Linked DNA regions of Zea mays: region 1 is linked to region 2. A link is a contact called in public Hi-C data. All regions are on one chromosome and are shown on one strand. The core of a region is the stretch at or near the end of the contact, and the rest is flanking DNA. Distances in the headings are between cores, read along the strand shown.

Region 1 (5,123 bases), core at 1,119-3,618, 200 kb before region 2:
ATTTTGCTCCAAACAAAAATAACTATAAAGAAAACAACTTGAACCTTAAACGAAATGTTGAAGGGTAGCCAACTGCAACATGCACATCAGCAGCTGTGCAAGAATCCTTAAGAGTCCATTTTGCACTGCCACCTATAGTGTCCAGTCTAGTATCATTAGGGAAGAGCATGAGCTCGCCTTTTGCACACTGAGAACTGCCCCATTTTGTATTCAGATGCTGTAAAATTGAGGACATCTTCTTTCGAGGAGCCAAAGTCAATTCAAGGTAAGGATTGTGTTTTTCCTGTCACATTGCATGAAGTAATAAGCAATGCAAATATAAGAGAGAAAGAACCTTCAAACAGGACTATTTGTGGCATGGTGCTTATATTAAGCTATACCAAAAAAAACTGAGGTGCAGAGGTACTCACTTGCTGCATAATCTCTTGAATGGTTTCATATAATGGGAAAAGTTGAAGTTTGATCTTTCCAGAGTGATTAGGTGGCCGAGCAGACAACTTAGCATCACTTGCTGGTGCTTCCATAAGACTGTCAGTCTTTGATGCTATCTTGCTTTTGGTATGTGATTCAAAAGGAGAGACTTTTCTGCGCTTTGCAGCCACATTGCCTGCAAATGATGTTATTGATAAGTCTAGAAAATCAATGATGTCCTTATGACATATCGCCACAAACTTAACAGTTTGTGCAATTGTTTCAATTTAGTTGATCTACCAAGAAGCGCTTATTTCATACTTTGACTTTGGTCTGTGTTAGATTACGATTTCAGCAGATAATAGGTGGAAAAGAAGACGGAAAACTGATAGTGACAACACATCACCTGATGATTTGTTGATATGTGCACCAGCTTTCAGGCTTTGTACCTTATCACAACCAGATTTGGTCTTTGCTCCTGTGCCAGATGCATTACCTTGCTGCTGATGAGCTTTCATTGTCTTGCAATATCAGCAGCAGCTATCCAGTACAATCACCCTGTTGCACAACACAATCATTAAGGGGGTGTTTGTTTTCTAGAGACTAATTTTTAGTCTCTCTATTTTAGTTCATTTTAGGCCATGTTTGGGATAGTTCCAGCTCCATAAAATTTGGTAGAGTTGATGGAGCAGATCATTAGGTGCTCTAGAAAATCGTGGAGCCGGAGTTGTAAGCCTTTAGAAGACATTTAGATAAATCATTTTATTTATTATTTAGATTAAAAATATATTTTTAAAACTGTTTAAATTGATTTTCTAAACTACAGCTTCAGACTAGAGTTGGAACCTGAAGCCATCCCAAACACCCCCTTAGTCCCCTAAATTGACAAACACATAAATTAAAAGATGGATTGTCTCTATTTTAGTCTCTATGTTTGGCAATTTAGGTACTAAAATAGAGGGAGCAAAAATTAGTCACTAAAAACCAAACACCCCCTTACTCAATGTAGTCACTGTTTTTAAAAGTTTCTCTTTTCTTTTATTTCAAGGGTTTGGATTCATGCCATGACTCAGGAGAGGGTCCTATTCACTAAGTGGCCAGAACATCACTGCGCGTGAAAGAAAATGTGCACTTCCTACAGTCCTAAAATTACATATCAGTGTTTAACATAATTTCTGGTTTTAATTGTAGAAAACAAAGCAGTTGATTATAACTTACGATTTCCAAAATTCTAGCTCCTCCATGCACTACGATATTTCAATCAAATTGTTTTACAGTATGTTTAAAACAGGCTCTGATTTTTCTTGCACAAAGCCACTCAACTGATAAGTTATGATTTTCAAACAATCTATCTCTTACATGCACTGTGCTATCAACGGAATACAGTACAAATAAGTGAACGCGATATCACTTGTCCACTAGGAACTCATTTTATTTCTGGATCAAGAGAAACAAACGGAGGGGGGAAAGACTTTGGTTCCATACCCGATCCAAAGCAGTAGAGAACAAATACGTGACCCGAATCCTAAAACCTAGGTATCCTGATCCAGTGATCCCTGAATTCTACCGAACATCCAGCGGTTCAGAACCCCGGATCAAGCAAGTCCCAACCCGCATCGGCCCGGCACCGTAAATTCGAGAAGGGCGGGGGGCATACCTGAAATCGAGACCCTAGATCTCGCCGATCCTGAGCATGAAACGGAACCCTAGCTCCGCTCGCTCCGTCCGACGAGACACCGACGGAGCGTCGGCCGCCACAGATGAAGACGCGGAGCGCAGGGGAACCGGAGAGGAGCGCTGCCGTAGAGCCCGCTACCACCGGGGGGCGGGGGAGCGCTGGCGGATTGAACGAGGCCGCGGGCGCGGGCGCGGACGCGCGAGAGAGGGAGGGAGAGGTGGGAATTTTCAGAGTTTTTGAACACTGGTGGCCTCGCTTGCCGCCTCCACTCGAGTCTTATCAGCGCCAAATTTCCTCTTGGTCGTGTGTATTCGGAATTTCGGATACAATAGATAGAAACGTACTGGGCTGGGAGTCTCTACACAGAGAGTCGGTCGGTGTAAGGGCCCATCATGCGAAACCAGTGGCCTATTGTGCCGGCCCGGTCAGATGGCGGCACACGCGGTAAAGAAGCCCGAGTTTGGCTCGCGTGCAGCGCTCCGCGCCTCCGCCGCTCCCTGTACATATTATTATGTACACTGTACAGGATCAATCTATCCGGTTGTTGTAGGACCTATGAATTAGATCAGCACTTATGTATAAAGATGAAACATATCGGCTGCTGTTTGGTTATTGAATGATAAACCTGCCACATTTATGTTCATGTCATGGGACATCACAGTAGGTTACAGAGAGCCCTGCACGGGAGCTAAACTGGGTCACGTGCAGAAGACCAATCTCATTGCGATAGTTGCTGATTGACTACTGGATGCCATCTTTATGTTCATGTTATAGACCGTACAAGGAGCCCTGCAAGGGGAACTTCAATCTATATGGCGCTCCGTTGCAACGCATGGATAAGGATCTAGCAGCAGTCTAAAAAAGAGAGAGAAAAAAAAGAAAAAGCTATGTTCTGCTTCTTCGGCAATAATAACCATATTACACAAAGTTACAAGTAATACAAGCTACGTACAGCTCAAGCAGTTAAATATGCTCGTAAAGCATCTGACGTCAGATTGGAATAAAATCGCATCATGGGAGCAAGCCCCTCAGTAGATATATACTTTGGAAACACCATCTAATATCAGTTTGATCACATATCACGTGAACAAACCGGCGAGTCGTCCTTGGTCGAGAGATTAGCGTCCTACTCGCCGGTCCCGCAGCAAGCTGCCAGCACTGGCCGTCAAGTGGCCGCCGATGTCAGATCAGATCCGGGAGCGGCCTCGTCAGCACGGGAGAGGGCAGCCGAGCTCCTTCGCCGCCGTACTGAGGAAGGCGAGCGTCAGCCCGGTGGCGCGGCGGCTGTGGGCTTCCCACTCTATGCACCTCTCCACGTCCGCTTGCCAGTTGAGGATGCCTGCGGCCACGCACCGGTACGATGGGCTCTGGATGCCATTCCGCTGCTGTTCCCCTCGGCTGATCTTGTTGGGGCTCACGGATCCGTGGTCCAGGATGTCACGGAGAACGGACATGCTGAGCGCGCGCACGTGCGCGCTTGGGTGAGAAAGGCAGCGGATGGTGGTTGAAAGACGGCACTGAAAAATCATATTCAGTTAACTGGCTGAGCTATAAAAGATGCATGGGTGGCATTTTAAATGAATGAGAACGAGACTAGATGAAGAGGGCATGCCTTTAGCAGATTAGAAAGGCCATCAGCAACTGATAAACCTGGATCTCCCCATTCAATAATAAGATGGACTGCTCGAGCGGTTACTTCGAGAAGCTGCATACATCCACCAGATAAACGATAGTCAGCAAGTCAAAAGATGATATATCATGCGAGTTTGTAGTGCGCGGGAAATGATAAAGCTGACTATGTTTAATGACAACAGAACATAATGGAACAGAACAGACGATTTTGTTAAAAGGTATCCTCCTGTCACGAGATCTGATGAACGAAAGAAATGTCACCTCAAGCTGTGGCAAAGTACAAGCTTCACCGTCAACAAGTATTCCATCAGTAGCACGAAGTAGAAGGTCAGAGGCACTAGCGAGTATCACCAAGGTTTCAGGGCTGTCATGGTTCCTCATGAGCTCCGCTATAAGCTTCACTATACGTTGGTTGACTCTCCACATCTTCTGGCCTTGTTCGTCGTCTCTAGCAATCCAAGGCTGCAAGTCCTTCTCGGCCTGCGAAAATTCTAGAAACGTGAATAGGAAACGGGTGCATATTCACATAGGCATTGTAGTTAAAACGTGTTTCGAAAGAGATCTGTCAGAAACAAAAAAAACTAAACTAAGAATGTTTGCTTTGAAATAAATTAACCAGAAAAGGGTAAAAAGAATTTACTTGAAATAATTCAAACAAAACTCAAACCAAAATTAGTTATGACCAAACGTACGAATATAGCAATATCTTGACCTGGAGAACGATAGCAGCTGAGGCCTTGGTTGGTGAGGCTGAAACGACATCACAAAGTGCATCCACAACCTACACGTGAGAAACAAGGATTGTCATTTAGCCACAAGAATGCTAACAACAATAAAGAAGGCTTATAAGAACACATAATTATACCTTCCTCCATCCTTGGTGAGCTGATGTGCTTTCTGCAGACATCTGCATTTCGGGAGAAGCTATGAGCTTCTGCCAGAGCAATGAGACAACAGAGAAGCACAGCTCTTGTTTCTCTGATAATACAGATCTTAGGAGAGTTTGTGAACCTCGGTACCCCCCATTCCGATCCATGGTAAGGAAGTTTGCCAAATCAGATGCTTCCACCTGTAAGCTTGCAATGGATTTCCCAGATGTACTTGCAACATTGCCGTTCAGAACCTCTTCTGCACATTTCAAGTGTGGTTTTGAGAAACCGTTTTTCTTATGTGTTGAACCATTCTTGTTTTCCAACTTGGCACTATCCGATGAGTTGGTGTTGTTTTCCTCACAGCGATGTTGATTAACCTTCTTTACTGGTGTAAGGGTCAGGTGAGCTTCAAGAGGCTCAGCTTTGTTCACAATGGAGGACACTGTTTTACCATGCAAGTCAATCAAATGGTAGAGGGATGATGCCCTGGTAGAAATCTCAGCATCCCGCTTGCATCTCATCAGTGCAGA
Region 2 (5,414 bases), core at 1,844-4,343:
CTTCCGCAGCGCGCCGTCCAGGTCGAGGTCCGGGATCATGGGCAGGTCATCCACCACGTCGGCCGCCACGCGGGACGACCCCCTGAACGACGACCTGTAGGCGGCCCGGCTGAACGACTTGGACGCCCTGAACGACGCTGACGCCGACGCCGACGCCGACGACGCGGGGAGTAGGTCCAGCGGCTGCTCCGGCCAGAGCACCCCTACCCTGTCCGCCCGGCTCAGGGACCTCAGCAGCGCCCGCTGCTGAAGGCTTAGCTGCTGCGGCGGCTGGTCAGGCCCGTCGTCCAGTTCGTCGCCGTTGAGCTCCGATGAGCCGTTCTCGTTCTCGCCCACGACGACGCTGAAGTGGTTGAGCCTGCTCAGCTTTCTCGGGGTCGGAGTGGCTGCCGCGACGGGGTCGCCCAAGGGCACGTCCTCGTCGGTGTCGGTCTCGGTGTCCGTGCCGCCGGGGAGGAGCTCTTCGGCGGCACCGATCGGGGGCTCGAACCGCGACGGCGAGGGAGGGTGGCTGTAGCACCTGTACCTGGGCGCCGGCGGCTGCGCCTGCCGCAGCGCGCCGCGGATCACGGACTCCCACGCCCGCGCCGGCCGCCCGTCCTCCGCGCCGAACACGTTGCTGGCGTTCAGCGGCACCACTTCCTGGAACCTGCACTCACGCACCACGTCCGGCTCGCTGACCATCGATCTAGCTAGCTAGTAGCAGCATGCTGCACTGCACGGGCAAGTCAAGTTGGGCGGGGAGGGGACGTGGACGTACCCGAGCACGTAGATGTCGGCGGGCTCGGCGTCGCCGCCAGTGCCGAGCCACTCGGCGATGTCGAGGTCGTTCGGCGGCGCCTTGCCGCCGGCGTTCCAGGTGCCGACGCAGACCCTGCAACCCGCCGGACGTGGATATGGTTAGTCGTCGGAAATCCGAGACGGCGAACGAGGAACCGCAGTCGGCACGGCGCACCTCAGCTCTTTGGTGTTGATGTACTGCGCGCGCAGCGTCTCCGAGTTCCGCCGCCGCAGCTTGTACGGCGCGCTCTCCAGGCTATCGTCTGACGCCGCCGCCGGTGCAAACAGATGTTAGTAAAAATCGGCAGAAGCATCGTAAATTTAAGCGAAATCACGTTCAAACAGACATTATTTTCTTTAAAAAAAAACTGGAAAGTGTAATTAGGAGCATATACATAGGCCTTTGGTTGGTACGGTGCTTATATTGAATCATGATCGTCATCTTAATATCTAATGTTCCTCGTCTTTGTTTTTGCAAATAGCATCTCTAGCTATCCACACCTTTCTAAGAGCATCTTCAAAAAACTTTCTAAATTGTACTCTCTAAGTTATTATTTAGAGATTTATTTGCATTAAATCAATTTCTATAGTTTTTCAATCTCCAATGGTTTTTAAATCTTTTTTGCACTTTAGACAGCTATTTATATTTTTTTTTCTTTGGCTAGCAATAAACCGGAGTGAACGATAGCTATACTTGGATAACCAAGTAAATAAGCTGTCGGAGTTTTTTTTTTAATATCTATTTATATCAGTGACTCAGTGAGGAAGGAGTTGCTCTAAGGAGATAGACAAGGAACATTGTGCATACTTGATATGCTTCCCGTTTAATTTTATCCTCCCTAAAAAAAGCTGCTAATTAATACTACTATCATGAATTCTTTTCAGCCTAACATAATCATAAAGGTAGGCCGGCCTGCCGGATTAGGCAATTGCTGGGAAAGCCATTCTAGTGACAGGAGACAATATTCAAGGTTGGCCGGGTCCGGTGGCTGACGCGGCGCACTAATGGCAGAAGGGAACTTGGGGAAGGAGGACCAGTTGTTCATCTTTTTCCTACTAGCTTGTTCGCTGCGGCTTGCTGCGGCTGCAATCCGGCTGCGGCTGCGGCTTCTACAGTATTTTTCTCTCTATGGATTGCAGCTGCAGCAGTCCAAACAGCTGCAACAGTGTCGGCTTGTAGCCAGCCGAACACGCCCTAGGTTACCACAAAGAAGAAGAAGGCGAGGAATAGTCCAGAGCTGCACTTTTGGAGTAGATAAGACCACCACATCGACGGCCGGCCGGAGACGCGGAACGCGCTTTCCGTTGAGCTGCCCGCCGGCCGCGGTTCAGTTGAACACGCAATAGACGGCCGGGGTGCACTTGCACAAGTATAAATGAATTAGTTGACCTCACCGGTGATCTGGGCGCCGTCGCCGTCATCGTCCGGCCTGCGAGCGCCGCCGCCGCCGCCGCCGTCGTCACAGCCGCAGTTCTCTGGCGGAGCAAAGCGAGGCAGCAGGAAGTGAGGGGACAGAGAGGAGAAAGACGCTGTCTCTGGCCCTCTGGCCGGGCACCGGAATGGACGAAGGTACGGCGACCCCGGAACAGAAACACGTCGGCGGAGGTGAGGTCTCGGCGGCCAGCCGTGCCCGTACGTACCTTGGCCGTCAACGTCGCTACCGTCGTCGTCGTCGTCGTAATCGGCGGCCAAGGAGGCGCCCAAGTCCAGGTCCTTGCTCTTGAGGTTGAGCCACTTCTTGAGCACGACCTTAGGCCAGAACACCTGCACCGAAAAACGCGGCGGCGGCGGCGCCTATCAGCGTCACGACGGCACGGCGACGTACTCGCAACCTCTCTCTCTCTCTCTCTGGCCCGCAAGTTCTTGTTTCAAGAGGGAAAAGAGAGAGAGAGAACGGAAAGAAGTTTCTGAAAGGAACAAATCGGAAAAGGAGAGGCTGTCGGGAAGCTCTGTCTCAGCAGATTCTGGTCGAGTGCGTCAGCTGCAGGCAGGCTGCAAGCGCAAGCGCAACGCCGAGAGACGAGCGAATCGAGCGGGGGGGAGGCGGCGGGTTCGCGTTCGCCTACCTCGGCCGGCACCCTCCTCTGCTTCTGCACCACCATCCCCGCTGCTCTGTCTGTCTCTGACTCTTCCTCTGATGCTATCCTCCCTCGCCTCTCTCCAATGGCGCCGTGTGAGACCGATCAGTTGCCGAAGGCTAGCTCGTGCAGTCGCGTGAGCACCCGCGGGTGCTGGCTGTGGGCTGTGGCTCGGTAGGCTCCTCTCGTGCAGACGGTGCGGTGCGGTCAGCCTGGGCCTGGCAGGCAGGACATGAGGATTGAGGAGGTAGCCTGGGGCCGATGAACGAGCTTTATATTATACCAGGCGCAGGCGCGCAGCGGACTGCGGGGTCGTTTTCGTTTGCGTCTGTGGGGGGAGACCTTCCCGGAAATCTTTTGCAGCGCTAGCTGCCGGCCGGGTCCCGCCTCCCCCGTGCGCTCGTCGAAAGAGGAACCTGTACATGTGGGCCGGGCTAGCGGGTCAGACTAACCCGGCACCACAAACAAACCCATAAAGGTATAGTCCGCAAAAACATGTTTTTAATTATGGATCGTATCGCGTTAGCACGTGAATTTAGCCATTAGGACATGGTACAGTCAATAATTAGTTATATATACCAAGCTGATTCAAATAGGTCAGAATGCAATACAATAATACATAAACAGAAATTACAAAATGTATATGAAGAAAAATAAAACTAATCTATTTTGTGGCTGTCATATTAAAAATCTTTGATCAGAAAGAAAAAAAAATAGTACAAATAGCTCAGAAATAATATTCAGTTTTATAGTCAGTGTTTAGTTGAGTACTATACAACCATATGAAAATACATATACAACGATCATCACCATTATCCTCGTCTAGCTACTGGTTCTCGAAGGTCTGTTGAAGCTCTAGATTCTTAAAGTTGTGTTGGTCCTGTGGGCTTTGACGTGTCTTAGTTAAATAGTAAGTCTATATTTAGTGAGTTTTGATAGTGTCTTAGTGAGATAGACCGTGTCAGGCTAACCCATGGTCTTGACTTGAGGGACAGACACGAACTACATATTGGGTCGTGCCGGCCTAGACGCACAATTAAGTTGGGTCATATCAGAACTAGACCTTGTCTGAAATTATATGTTTTGGACTGACCTACTAGACTCAACACAAATGTACAACTATAGCCACGCCAGCAATAATTTTTATTATTATTTATTATTAATGAATCGCATTCCCACCGCTCGCGACTGCCGCTGCCGGCACGCCGCTGGTGAGTTTCCGGGGAGGAAGGCACGGTTAAAACGGCGTGCTCCACTCCACACATATGGTCGTTCTCGTACCCATCGCGTGGGTGTGGCTATAGGTTCTGTGTAGAAGATAATTGCTGTACTATCCATCGCATTGTAAGAAGATATTGGGGCTGTTTGGTTTGGTTCAGCTTTTCTCTGACCAGCTTTTCTGATAATCTAGCTGTGGGGAGAATCTGGCTGTGTAGAGAATCTGAGTATCATTAGGATTAGGTGCGGAGGAAGATAAAGTTGTCCATGTGGCTCAGGATCTATAAAGCGACGGATAACTACTATTGCGGCGACTCAACCGATTATATATTTATGTTGATTTTGAATAGTTTTCACCCAAACGAATTTTATAGAAGCTGGCTGAAAAGCTGAGTGTTTGGCAGTCTGCAGCAGCTTTTGGTGGCCAAAAGCTACGAAAAGCTGAAACAAACAGGGGCATGGGATTCTGCTGCGCTCCCGCGCTTCCGGATATCCCAAGATCGGCACGAGCGCCACGTCTGGATCATCGCAGACTTCAAAGGCAGGCAGACGCATCGTGTCGTATCTAAACAACTTTAACAGCAGTTTGTCTTGAGCTGTGACTGTGACACGTGGTTATTCTAGTCTACCCATGTGGTGGATTGGTGGGTAGTAGCATTCGCCGAATTATGTGCAGGAGACACACTCGCGCTCTGATCGGCGCGCTCTGATTGTGCTAGCCTGAACAACCGACGACAACGCGATCACAATTTTTTAATACCCTTTGTGTTGTGTTGACAGACACCTGTGCAGCCCCCTCAGGACTTTTTTTTTTGCTGCTCATTTTTTCCTCTAAGCCTCCGTGTTTGACTTGCTCTCATAATTTTGTCTGTCTGCTCTACACACTGCGTTTGTTCAGTTGCTAACAACCTCAATCTATGACTCTCAGTCATGCATGATGCAGAGAATCAAGTTTAGTCTGTAGGCCCTCCTCCGTTAGTTGCACAGCAAACTTGTTTTTTTTTTTTTGGGTGGGGGGGTATGTGTTTGTTGCACTTGCTGCCAAAACCGCCGTTTCCCGTGACAGCATTGCATAATGCTAATGGCCCTACTTGCGGGCAACGACACAGCCCTAAACACGTTGTTAAATTGCCCATTTGACGAAATCACCCACCGCATTGTTTTTTGTAAATAACCCCCCGAGAAATTTGACATCAGATAGTGACACCCAGTAAAGTTTAAACCACGAGGAAAACAAAAAACAACACCGTGCCTCTTCTTACCTAATAATCCATTGATTAGCTGTCGAAAGAAGTTCTAAAACTCGCCGTCGCTTGACATGCATCTGACGTGGCTAC

Evidence for each region. A called contact is a pair of places that touch in the nucleus more often than the background predicts.
Region 1: a Hi-C map of leaf shows a contact between it and region 2, with 6 times the contacts expected there. The contact joins the promoter of LOC100278472 here to the promoter of LOC100281560 in region 2. A contact is called at or near these places in 5 of 25 Hi-C or Micro-C datasets (ear, leaf, root tip and 1 more).

Annotation. Positions count from the first base shown.
Region 1 is chr3:9,243,000-9,248,122 of Zm-B73-REFERENCE-NAM-5.0, reverse strand. LOC100278472 reads right to left here and starts at 2,368. Exons shown (of 8, transcript NM_001407526.1): 1 at 2,069-2,368; 2 at 818-969; 3 at 411-607; 4 at 45-283. The coding sequence starts at 929. LOC100272803 reads right to left here. Exons shown (of 15, transcript NM_001147256.2): 11 at 4,587-5,123; 12 at 4,434-4,502; 13 at 3,983-4,201; 14 at 3,702-3,794; 15 at 2,966-3,606. The coding sequence ends at 3,298.
Region 2 is chr3:9,042,999-9,048,412 of Zm-B73-REFERENCE-NAM-5.0, reverse strand. It overlaps LOC100281560 (type I inositol-1,4,5-trisphosphate 5-phosphatase CVP2), which reads right to left and starts at 3,093. Exons shown (of 7, transcript NM_001368028.1): 1 at 2,848-3,093; 2 at 2,422-2,545; 3 at 2,176-2,256; 4 at 956-1,043; 5 at 761-874; 6 at 1-649. The coding sequence starts at 2,883.